2 separate regions of the Mus musculus genome follow, and region 1 is linked to region 2. The links are chromatin contacts, called in public HiChIP or PLAC-seq maps. All regions are on one chromosome and are shown on one strand. The core of a region is the stretch at or near the end of the contact, and the rest is flanking DNA. Distances in the headings are between cores, read along the strand shown. Region 1 holds the start of Slc25a20 (solute carrier family 25 (mitochondrial carnitine/acylcarnitine translocase), member 20). Region 2 holds the start of Qars (glutaminyl-tRNA synthetase).

Region 1 (4,584 bases), core at 1,248-3,747, 150 kb after region 2:
CTCCGAGCACCAAGGTGCAAGGAGACCAATAGCTGCTGCCCGTTTTTCCCTGGTGCCTCTGCTTCCTATTTCTTCTTCTGCCAAGTTCACACTCTCTAACCTGGGCTGCTATCATTATCTCAGCTGGCTTTGCTGCCCTAGTCTCTCCCCGACATAAACTGATTCAGTGAAGACAGACTTTCGATTGTGTCCCTGTTGGGTCTGAAATTCTTCCACCATGCCTCATTACCTCCTAAGAAAAGAGACAGGGGCTGGCGAGATGGCTCAGTGGTTAAGAGCGCCGACTGCTCTTCTGAAGGTCCCGAGTTCAAATCCCAGCAACCACATGGTGGCTCACAACCATCCATAACGAAATCTGATGCCCTCTTTTGGAGTGTCTGAAGACAGCTACAGTGTACTTACATATAATAAATAAATAAATCTTTAAAAAAAAAAAAAAAAAAAAAGAAAAGAGACAGGTGGGCTGGAGAGATGGCTCAGTGGTTAAGGACACTTCAACTGTCTGTAACTCCAGTTCCAGGCCATCTGAAACCCTCTCAGCAATGCACATAAAACATAAAATTAAATTTTATATATATATATATATATATATATATATACATATATATGACATGGTTTTTCTTTTTCTTTTTTTTTTGGTTTTTCAAGACAGGGTTTCTCTGTATAGCCCTGGCTGTCCTGAAACTCACTCTGTAGACCAGGCTGGCCTCGAACTCAGAAATCCGCCTGCCTTTGCCTCCCGAGTGCTGGGATTAAAGGCGTGCACCACCACGCCCGGCTATATGACAGTTTTTTTGTGTATTGTTTCAACTTCCTTGTCCTCCATTTTCCCATAGGTCTTTGGGACCAATCAACCGCCATCACTTCCTGATTCTAGTGTTCCTGACTCTCCCATCCCCTTTGAAGCCCTTGCTCATAGTGATTGCAGATTCTTTGGTCTCCTACTTCTTTGCTTATTTTGTAGGCCCTTCCTCATCTATTTGATCTCTAAACACTAGAAGGGGAAGGGTTTCAGGGGTTGTGAGGGTTCCCACTCTCTTGGTGATCTAATTTCACTCGTTAATACTGAATTTAACCACTAGCCCGAGCCTCTTTACAGAATCCTGGATCAGGAGATAGATCTATTAATAGAAATCTCAAACTAATTATGTCTAAAATGTCCTTTACCATCCTCTAATCTGCTTGACCCCATCTCTTCCCCAATCTCAGTTAAAGATGATGTCTTCTCTCTAGTTGCTAAGGCCAAAAACATTAGCATTGTCCCGTAAGCCTCTCTCACAAAACTTTTTCTAAAAAAAAAATATATATTTACTCATTTTTATTTTGTGTCCTTGAGTCTTTGCCTCCATGAATGTATGTGTGCTTGGTGCCCAAAGAGGCCCAAAGAGGGCATTAGGTCTCATGGAAGTATAGTTTCAGACAGTTCTGGGCTGCTACGAGGGTGCAGGGAACAGAACCCAGGTACTCTGTAAGAGCAGCCAGTTCTCTGAGCTGCTGAGCCAGCTTCTGCAGCTTCTGCATGAGTAGTGAGCAGAATGAATTTCCGTTCACTAACAGGTCCTTCGGGTTTTCCTTTAGAAAATATTCACCATTGGATCGCACCTCGTTAACAACTCTGCTATGTGCTGGTCCAAGCCAACATTTCTACTCATGACCTTTAACTTTCTCCAGCCCCCTGGATTTCCTCTGGCTGTTTTCACCAGCAGTTACAGCGATCCTGATTTTTGTCTGTTTGTTTTAAAATCCGATCTGAGATTGTTAGTCTCCATCTAAAACCTGTCATAGAAGAGACTGATGTCCTCACAGTTCCTCCTGATGAGTAGTCTCCGTTTCTCCTGTCCTCACTGGCTGCTCCACCATCCCACCGCACCCCATTCCCACCCCTGTGGCCTGTGGTTTCTCAGATTTGACAACACAGACATCTCAGAGTTTTCAAATTTTCTTTATCTTCTGCCAGAAAGGTCCTTCATCCTTTACCGGGTATCTTTAGACAGGACTCATTTCCATGCCCTAGATCTTAATCCTTTGCCTTCCTAATGAGAGCTTCTCTTGTTTAACAAATTAGTTACAAATTATTTGTCTCCCACACTTTACTTCTTCCCGGATTTATTTTCCTATAGAGCCATTTTTACCATAGGACATATGCCATTTTTAACTTAGTCAAGGCTTATCAAAGACAGGGACCTCTATGGGGTACCTCCACTCTTCAGCACCTAAAAAAAAAAAAGTGGCTGTCACGCAAAAGGGTGTATGCGACCTCTGGGGAGTGCACAGATGCATAGGACCACAGAGGACCAGAGAAAGAAAAAAACTCAAGTCCAAGAAGACTTCCTGGAGGAGTAAGTCCCTGACAATCATTCCCAAGCCCCTCCCATACATCATTAGGGAAAGAGCCCCGCCCACTAAGGAGGAGGGCAGCCGGAAGTAGACTTCAGGGCGGAAGCCAGGCTAGTACGACTGGGCCCTCTTTCCGACCTGCCCACGGCCCCGCCCACCTGAATGTAGGTGAAAGGTCGGCGGAGCCGCTCGGGCAGCGGAGCAAGACCAAGACTGCCCGGAGCTGACAGACAGACAGACAGAAGACTGAGCATGGCAGACGAGCCGAAACCCATCAGTCCGTTTAAGAACCTCCTGGCTGGCGGCTTCGGCGGCATGTGCCTGGTGTTTGTGGGGCACCCCCTGGACACGGTCAAGGTGCGCGGAGTGTGGACGGGGGCTTGTGGAGGAATGCCCCGGGGCGGTGTGTGTGTGTGTGGGGGGGGGGGGGGGGGTTACGTGGAAAGTAGGGACCGCCGCGAGGTGCTGCCTTTCTGAACAGAAGTGGAGCCGGGCTGATGGATGCTTCCTTCCGTGGGAAGTTTACAGAGGGTTGGTATGTAGTTTACTAGGAAGCGCTGCTTTACCTAACCCGGCCAGAGGCTCTGCATTCAACTCCCTGGCACCTCAAAACAATTTTTTTTTCCTCTCGAGAATCAATACGAAATAGACAGAGGCTGTACCTCGCGCCCTAAGAGCCCTACAGCTCCTATTTCAAGGTCTTCGGATGGCAGTCTTTTTTTGAGCCCTGCGCACTTCTTTGGAGATGAGAAAGAAAAAGCTGCTGTCTGTGCCCGGTTAACCCTGATATTGTTATAAAGATTGGAACAGGTTATCTGTAGACTTGACCTCCCCCACAAATTAAGGACAAAGGTGGCAGAGATGTCCTTTGACACAGTCTCGTAAAGCCGGTGTGTCCCATAGCCTATCTCTTGTGCACTTTTCTTTGCCTGAAGAGGCACCTGGCCATTTACAGCCAGTCATTCACTGCAGGGTAAGCTGCATAGTCACCCCCATAGCAAGCAATGACCAGCCAGGCTCAGGTGTGGAAATCGAGGGGACCTTTCTCTCCTCAGCCTTTTATTCTTCCTCTTGCTGTACTCTCAGCCAGGTCTTGTGGAGACTAAAATCTATATTCGATGACTTAGCTCATAGATGAGCTCATATAAGCTCGTAGCTTATAGGTTTCTTTTTTCTTCTTCTTCTTCTTCTTCTTTTTTTATGGACATAGACCTGAAAGGAAATGACAGGTCATAGCCAGGATGAGCCTGTGAGAAGAAGACATGAGTCTTTTGTGTGTGTGGATGGCGTGTTGCTGGGGGCTGGAAGCCAGAGAAGATGTGAATCTCATAAAGGTGGTAACCTCGGTTGGGGGCTTGATAGGATGTCAGATCCAGTTTCCTCTGAAAGAGAACAGTATCCAAGGGCTCTTCCTTGGCAGGCTTGACAGCAGGCTATCTCACGGCCTCTGTTCAAAGTGAGGCTCACCACAGACAGCTCATCCCGAGGAGACTCTGTAGTGTTCATCTGTGAGAAATCAGATCCTATCAGTAGCAAAGGCTGTGCTTCTTATTCTTAGTGCTCCTAAGACAGTGGCAGGTTCAAGTAGCTCTGTCTAGCAAGGGGGAGTTTGTTTGGCCTTTATTTCTAATCTTATTCTACAGAGGCAGAAATCTTGTCCTGCACACCTGAGACTTTTAAAAAGCAATATCCTGACTCCTTATATAAGTGTACTCCTCTCTCGTCTCCTCTTGCTCTTGATGTTACACCCAGCAAGGGCCTAGTGACCTCTGTACAGGATTATAAACGACTGAAAGTGCTCACTGGAGTCTTGACAGAGAGGATTTTCCTTTGCAGTATAAACCAAACCCATGGCTGACCACTGTCCTTTTGACCTCGGAAAGCTGGGTGGTTACCAACTAAAAGCTGATGCTTTTGTGATTTGGTGTTTGTTTTTGTATTTGTTTTTATTTGTGTTTTTTTTCCCCTTTGAAGACACAGTCTCATGTATCCAATGCTGGCCAAAAACTCAAAATGAAGCAATTAACCTTGAATTTCTGCCCTCCTGCCTCCCAGGTACTTGAAGGTTCTTTCAAGGTTTCAAAGAAACTAAGCCTTGGCCCCTATGTCCTGGTCAGTAAGAATTGCCACACTTTAGAACTGGGGCGGGGAAAACATTTTACAGACAGTAGTGTTGGAGCAGGCATTGAAAAGCTGGCTGATTGGGAGCTGGAGAGATGGCTCAGCGGTTAAGAGCACTGACTGCTC
Region 2 (4,954 bases), core at 262-2,761:
CCAACACGCATGCCATATTATCTTATTGTATGGGTATTTGTATTTATATGAGTATCAATCACATGTATGGTGCCACAGGGGGCCAAAAGAGGGCATTAGATCTCCTGGAACTGGAGTTAGAGTTTGTTGAGAGCCATCATGTGGATGCTGGGAACTAAACCCTGATGTTTTCCAAGACCACAAAGTGCTATTAATTCAATTTAGAAATATAAAACTGTGTGTGTGTGCAATATTCTGAGTCAGTTCTCTCCTGCCACTATGTGTGATCTAAGGACCTAGAACCCTGTTTGTGGAGACCTGAGGAGGGCACTGGATCCCCTGCAACAGACAATACATATATTTTAACCACTTTGTGGGTGCTAGGAATTGAACCCAGGTTCTCTGGAAGAATAGGCAGTGCTCTTCTTCTTCTTTATTTATTTATTTTGGTTGTTACAAGACAGGGTTTCTCTGTGTAGTCCTGGCTGTCCTGGAACTCACTCTGTAGACCAGGCTGACCTGAAACTCAGAGATCCGCCTACGAGTGCTCTTCTTTGTTTTTTTGAGACACGGTTTCTCTGTATAGCCCTGGCTGTCCTGGAACTCACTTTTTAGTCCAGGCTGGCCTCGAACTCAGGCCTCTGCCTCCTGAGTGCTGGGATTAAAGGAGTGAGCCATCACCGCCCTGCCGGAGTGCTCTTCTTAAATGCTGAGCCATCTCTCCAAGCTCCCAGGATATTTTTTATCTACTCCTTGACAATTTCATATATGTGAACAATGCATCTTTTTGTTTTCTTATTTTTCGAGACATAGTCTCACTATGTGACCCAGATGGCCTTGAACTTGCAGAGAATTCCCCTGTTTCTGTCTCTGGAATTAAAGGAGTATACCAAGTCTCTCCCACTCCAGAACACCTGCCTCTTACTCGCCCAAGAAACCTCAACAGGTTTGTCTTGGGTACCCAGTTGGTCCAATCAGTGCTTCCTGTGGCATGTTGATGCACCTTGTTTGCATAAGATTTTAAAGAAATCATAGACCTTCCTATGAAGTCCCTTCTGGCCTTTCTTTCGCTTCTCCTTGCTGTGTCCCAGTACGCACTTAAAAAGTACCAGGTTTATGTGGTCCCTAGGTAGGTCATTCTATATATTTTCTGCAGTGATGTGGACCAGGAAATTCAGGGAATTCATTTATGTTGCCATGACAACCCCAAAGCTGTGACGTTGAAAAACGCGGCCGGAACTTTTGCTCTCCGACAAGAGGATAGTGTCGGGTTCCTTGGGCTGAGGGGGGAGAGGCCACGCCTGAGTCTACCTGCAGCTTTGTTGCTAAACACTTTCCCTTTCCACGCCCATGGCAATTTTTTTAAAGTCGCACGGACCCAACCCTGTCAACTGCCTAGAACCGGGAAGGCGGAAGCTAACTGCCTGGAAAAGCCAGTCCGCTCGCTCTCTGACTCATAAATGGCGTTGACTACCTGGCTGGCCCCGCCCCTTTCACCGAGGAAGGCCACCATTGGTTCTCTTCAAGGCTTCGTACTCCTATTGGTCAATGAGCAAAGGTCGCTGTTCAGATGAGGCCCAAAGTTTCTTTTGGTTTCCGGTGTGCCTGCTATGGCTACTCCAGATTCGCTAGCGCTGTTCACCGGCCTTGGCCTTAGCGAGAACAAGGCCCGCGAGACGCTCAAGAACGAGGCTCTGAGCACTCAGCTGCGCGAGGCGGCGACCCAGGTGCGAGCCCTGTTCCCTGGCCTTAGCTGCTTGCTGTGCTCCAGAGCAACGTGGGACTGGGTCCAGATCTTGATTTGCTCCGGGTGTCCTGCTCTTGCCTTGTGGGAAGAGGAAGACACTTTAAAGTGATTCATCCTAACTCACTGGGAATGGATCTTTTTTCCCCCGGCCCCCTGACTCCAGGCACACCAGATTCTGGGTTCTACCATCGACAAGGCTACTGGGGTCCTCCTATATGACTTGGTCTCCCGACTCAGGGATACTCGGCGTCGTTCTTTCCTTGTGAGCTATATAGCCAATAAGAAGATTCACACGGGACTCCAGCTGAGCGGTGAGTCCCGTCTGTTTTACTAGTCCACCTTCAATCTCTTCTTTAGCAAAGACTCGAGTTTGCTTTTTCTGTCAAGTGTTGCTTTTTGGACAGCAGGTTCTGGACAGGCACTGAGGCATGGAGGTAGAGACCTCTGGTGTGGATTGCAGAGTTACCACAATGAGAAGCCTGCTTCAGAACACATGGCTTCTCTTTTCTCTGGTCTCAGTGCTTCTCTTCAGTGGTGCCAGGGCCTAACCTCTTAGGCATCTAAGTAACCGAAATAGTTACCTCTTCACTGTACTAAGGCCCTATCTACCCACTTCTTGGAGCTGACTTGTCTAGTTAATTGCCCCTCCGTTTTCAGCTGCTCTTGAATATGTTCGGAGTCATCCCCAGGATCCCATTGATACCAAGGACTTCGAGCAGGAGTGTGGCGTCGGTGTGGTGGTGACACCGGAGCAGATTGAGGAAGCTGTAAGTCCTCTCCTCCAGGCATCAGATATCTCCTCCTAGTTCTTCTGCCCCTGCAAAGGAGTGGTGTAGCTTTTCTCCACAGACCCACAGTGAGAGTGGCTGTTGGTCTCCTGACTGCTTCTGAAGAGGTGTTCATGAACCATATGGCTTGGCTTTCTGCAGGTGGAGTCCACCATAAATAAGCATCAGTTGCAGCTCCTAGCGGAACGGTACCGTTTCAACATGGGGCTGCTAATGGGTGAGTTGGATCTGGGGCAGGGAGTTACTTGGAAGTGCATCATTCTGATTGTTCCTTTCATTTTGGGCATTCATGGGAAGGGCGATGGGAGTGTGAGCAGGGACAGGGTGCTAGTGTTCTGACAGGGTCCTGGTCCTGAGTCAGCTGGGCCTTCTTTGAGGAGGGGAAGAAATCCTCCCTTTTCCTCCTTGCAGCTTCTTATGTTTATCCTCTTAGGAGAGGCTCGGGCTGCGCTCAGATGGGCAGACGGCAAAATGATCAAGAACGAGGTGGATATGCAGGTGGGCACCTCCCTAAGAAGATGCTCCGGAGATAAAGGGAACGAGACCCTGTCCTTCTTCTGACAGGGAAAGTGGAGCCCAGTGTGGAGGGAGTAGCGCTTAACTTGGGTCTCTGAGTGAGGGTGACCCCCTTTCTTGGGAAGCTGCTTCCTCCTCTCACATGTGCATGCTGTGGCCTTTATTGATATCTGGCAAAGAATCACAAGAGGACGATGACTGAGGTACATTGTTTATCGTGATGCTGGGCCCACGTTATTTATCTGTAAATGGCAGCACTCGTTCTCTGGGCCCAGGATAAGTCCTCAGAAAGGAAAAAGCATTCAAGGCCAGTAGAACCATGTGAAGAAGCCAGCTGGGCAGAGGCAGGTGGATCTCTATGAGTACTAATCTGGCCCTCATAGTGAGTTCCAGACCAGCCGAGGATATATAGTAAGATCCCATGTCAAACAGCAAAACATGTGATGAGATACAGCGGGATGGGGTGGATAGGTTGGCTGGCAGAAAAGCCAGGAAGCCCTTGGTTGTCGGGGAAGGACTCCATCAGGAGATTCTTGAGAGAGTACACCCTTGTCTGTATCTATCTGCTCAGGTGCTTCACCTTTTGGGGCCCAAGATGGAAGCTGATCTGGTGAAGAAGCCCAAGGTGAGGCTAGGAATTGCCCAAGATAACTGGGAGTGCAGTAGAACGAGAGAGACTTACAGCTGGAGAAGGGATCGTCTGAACCCATTTCATCAGCAGATCTTTCCTAGAAAGAATGATGTGATTTCTATGCCTTTCTTAGGTGGCAAAGGCACGGCTGGAAGAAACAGACCGGAAGACAGCAAAAGATGTGGTGGAGAAAGGTGAGAAGCCGAGGTTCCTGTTACATTCTGCTGCAGACTTCTGGGCATTCTATCTGAAGGACCTTACATACAGACTTCTCGGGCCCTCCCGTATTCTCATGACTGCGATTCCTGCTGTTGCCTTTGCATAGAGACCTGAGAAGTTTGGCTCTGTAGCTCTTGTCACTGGGAATTGGAGATGAGGGGTCACCTCAGATCTGGTTTTAGGATATTCATGGATATTTTCCTAGTGGGAATGATAGTTTCATCTAGAAGGCAAGGGCCGGGCGGTGGTGGCCCACACCTTTAGTCCCAGCACTTGGGAGGCAGAGGCAGAGGCAGAGGCAGAGGCAGAGGCAGGTGGATCTTTGGTTTGTAGCCAGCCTGGTCTACAGAGTGAGTTCCAGGATAGCCAGGGCTACACAGAGGAACAAATAATTTAAGAGATAATATTGTTTTTATACTAGGTTGTCTTAGTCATGCATATGACAGATAGTTCCACATTGTCAGGCCTTCTTTGTTAAAAATAGCTCATTAAAATATAACTTATGGGCTGGAGAGATGGCTCAGCGGTTAAGAGCACTGACTGCTCTTCTAGAGGTCCTGAGTTCAAATCCCAGCAACCACATGGTGGCTCACAACCATCCATAATGAGATCTGCTGACCTCTTCTGGTGTGTCTTAAGTCAGCTACAGTGTACTTACATACAATAGACAAATAAATCTTTTTTTTTAAAAAGACAGGAAAAAAAAAAGAAAAATCAAAAAGAAAAACAACAAAGATGAGGCAAGGTTCTTGATTTCTTCTGCAGGTGAAGTGGCTGGCCAGACCCTGTCTCTGATGGAGCAGCTCCGGGGGGAGGCACTTAAGTTTCATAAGCCAGGTGAGGGGGTAACTCGAAATTCTGGGGTGTGCTGGTGGTTAGCATTACAGTCACACCTGTAAGTCAGGATCCTTGCCTGACAGCTGCTCCTGGTCATCAGCTCTATTCTGATCCTGGCAGGTGAGAACTACAAGACGCCAGGCTATGTGATCACTCCATATACCATGGATCTGCTGAAGCAGCACCTGGAGATCACTGGGGGACAGGTGTGTGGGGGTGTGGCCAGGCAGACACTTG

What was found. HiChIP or PLAC-seq counts read pairs in DNA pulled down with a chosen protein or histone mark.
Region 1: an H3K27ac HiChIP or PLAC-seq map of embryonic stem cells shows a contact between it and region 2, with 9 read pairs. The contact joins the promoter of Slc25a20 here to the promoter of Qars in region 2. A contact is called at or near these places in 4 of 39 promoter capture datasets (3T3-L1-derived adipocytes, erythroid cells, liver and 1 more), 3 of 484 Hi-C or Micro-C datasets (CD8 T cells, embryonic stem cells and nephron progenitors), 4 of 115 datasets of contacts at active chromatin or transcription factors (the SCID.adh cell line, embryonic stem cells and trophoblast stem cells) and 4 of 9 other capture datasets (adipose tissue, liver, macrophages and 1 more).

Annotation. Positions count from the first base shown.
Region 1 is chr9:108,659,639-108,664,222 of GRCm38.p6, forward strand. Slc25a20 (solute carrier family 25 (mitochondrial carnitine/acylcarnitine translocase), member 20) reads left to right here and starts at 2,498. Exons shown (of 9, transcript NM_020520.5): 1 at 2,498-2,694. The coding sequence starts at 2,590.
Region 2 is chr9:108,506,494-108,511,447 of GRCm38.p6, forward strand. Qars (glutaminyl-tRNA synthetase) reads left to right here and starts at 1,512. Exons shown (of 24, transcript NM_133794.2): 1 at 1,512-1,706; 2 at 1,890-2,037; 3 at 2,384-2,493; 4 at 2,656-2,731; 5 at 2,948-3,012; 6 at 3,602-3,655; 7 at 3,795-3,855; 8 at 4,646-4,717; 9 at 4,838-4,923. The coding sequence starts at 1,590.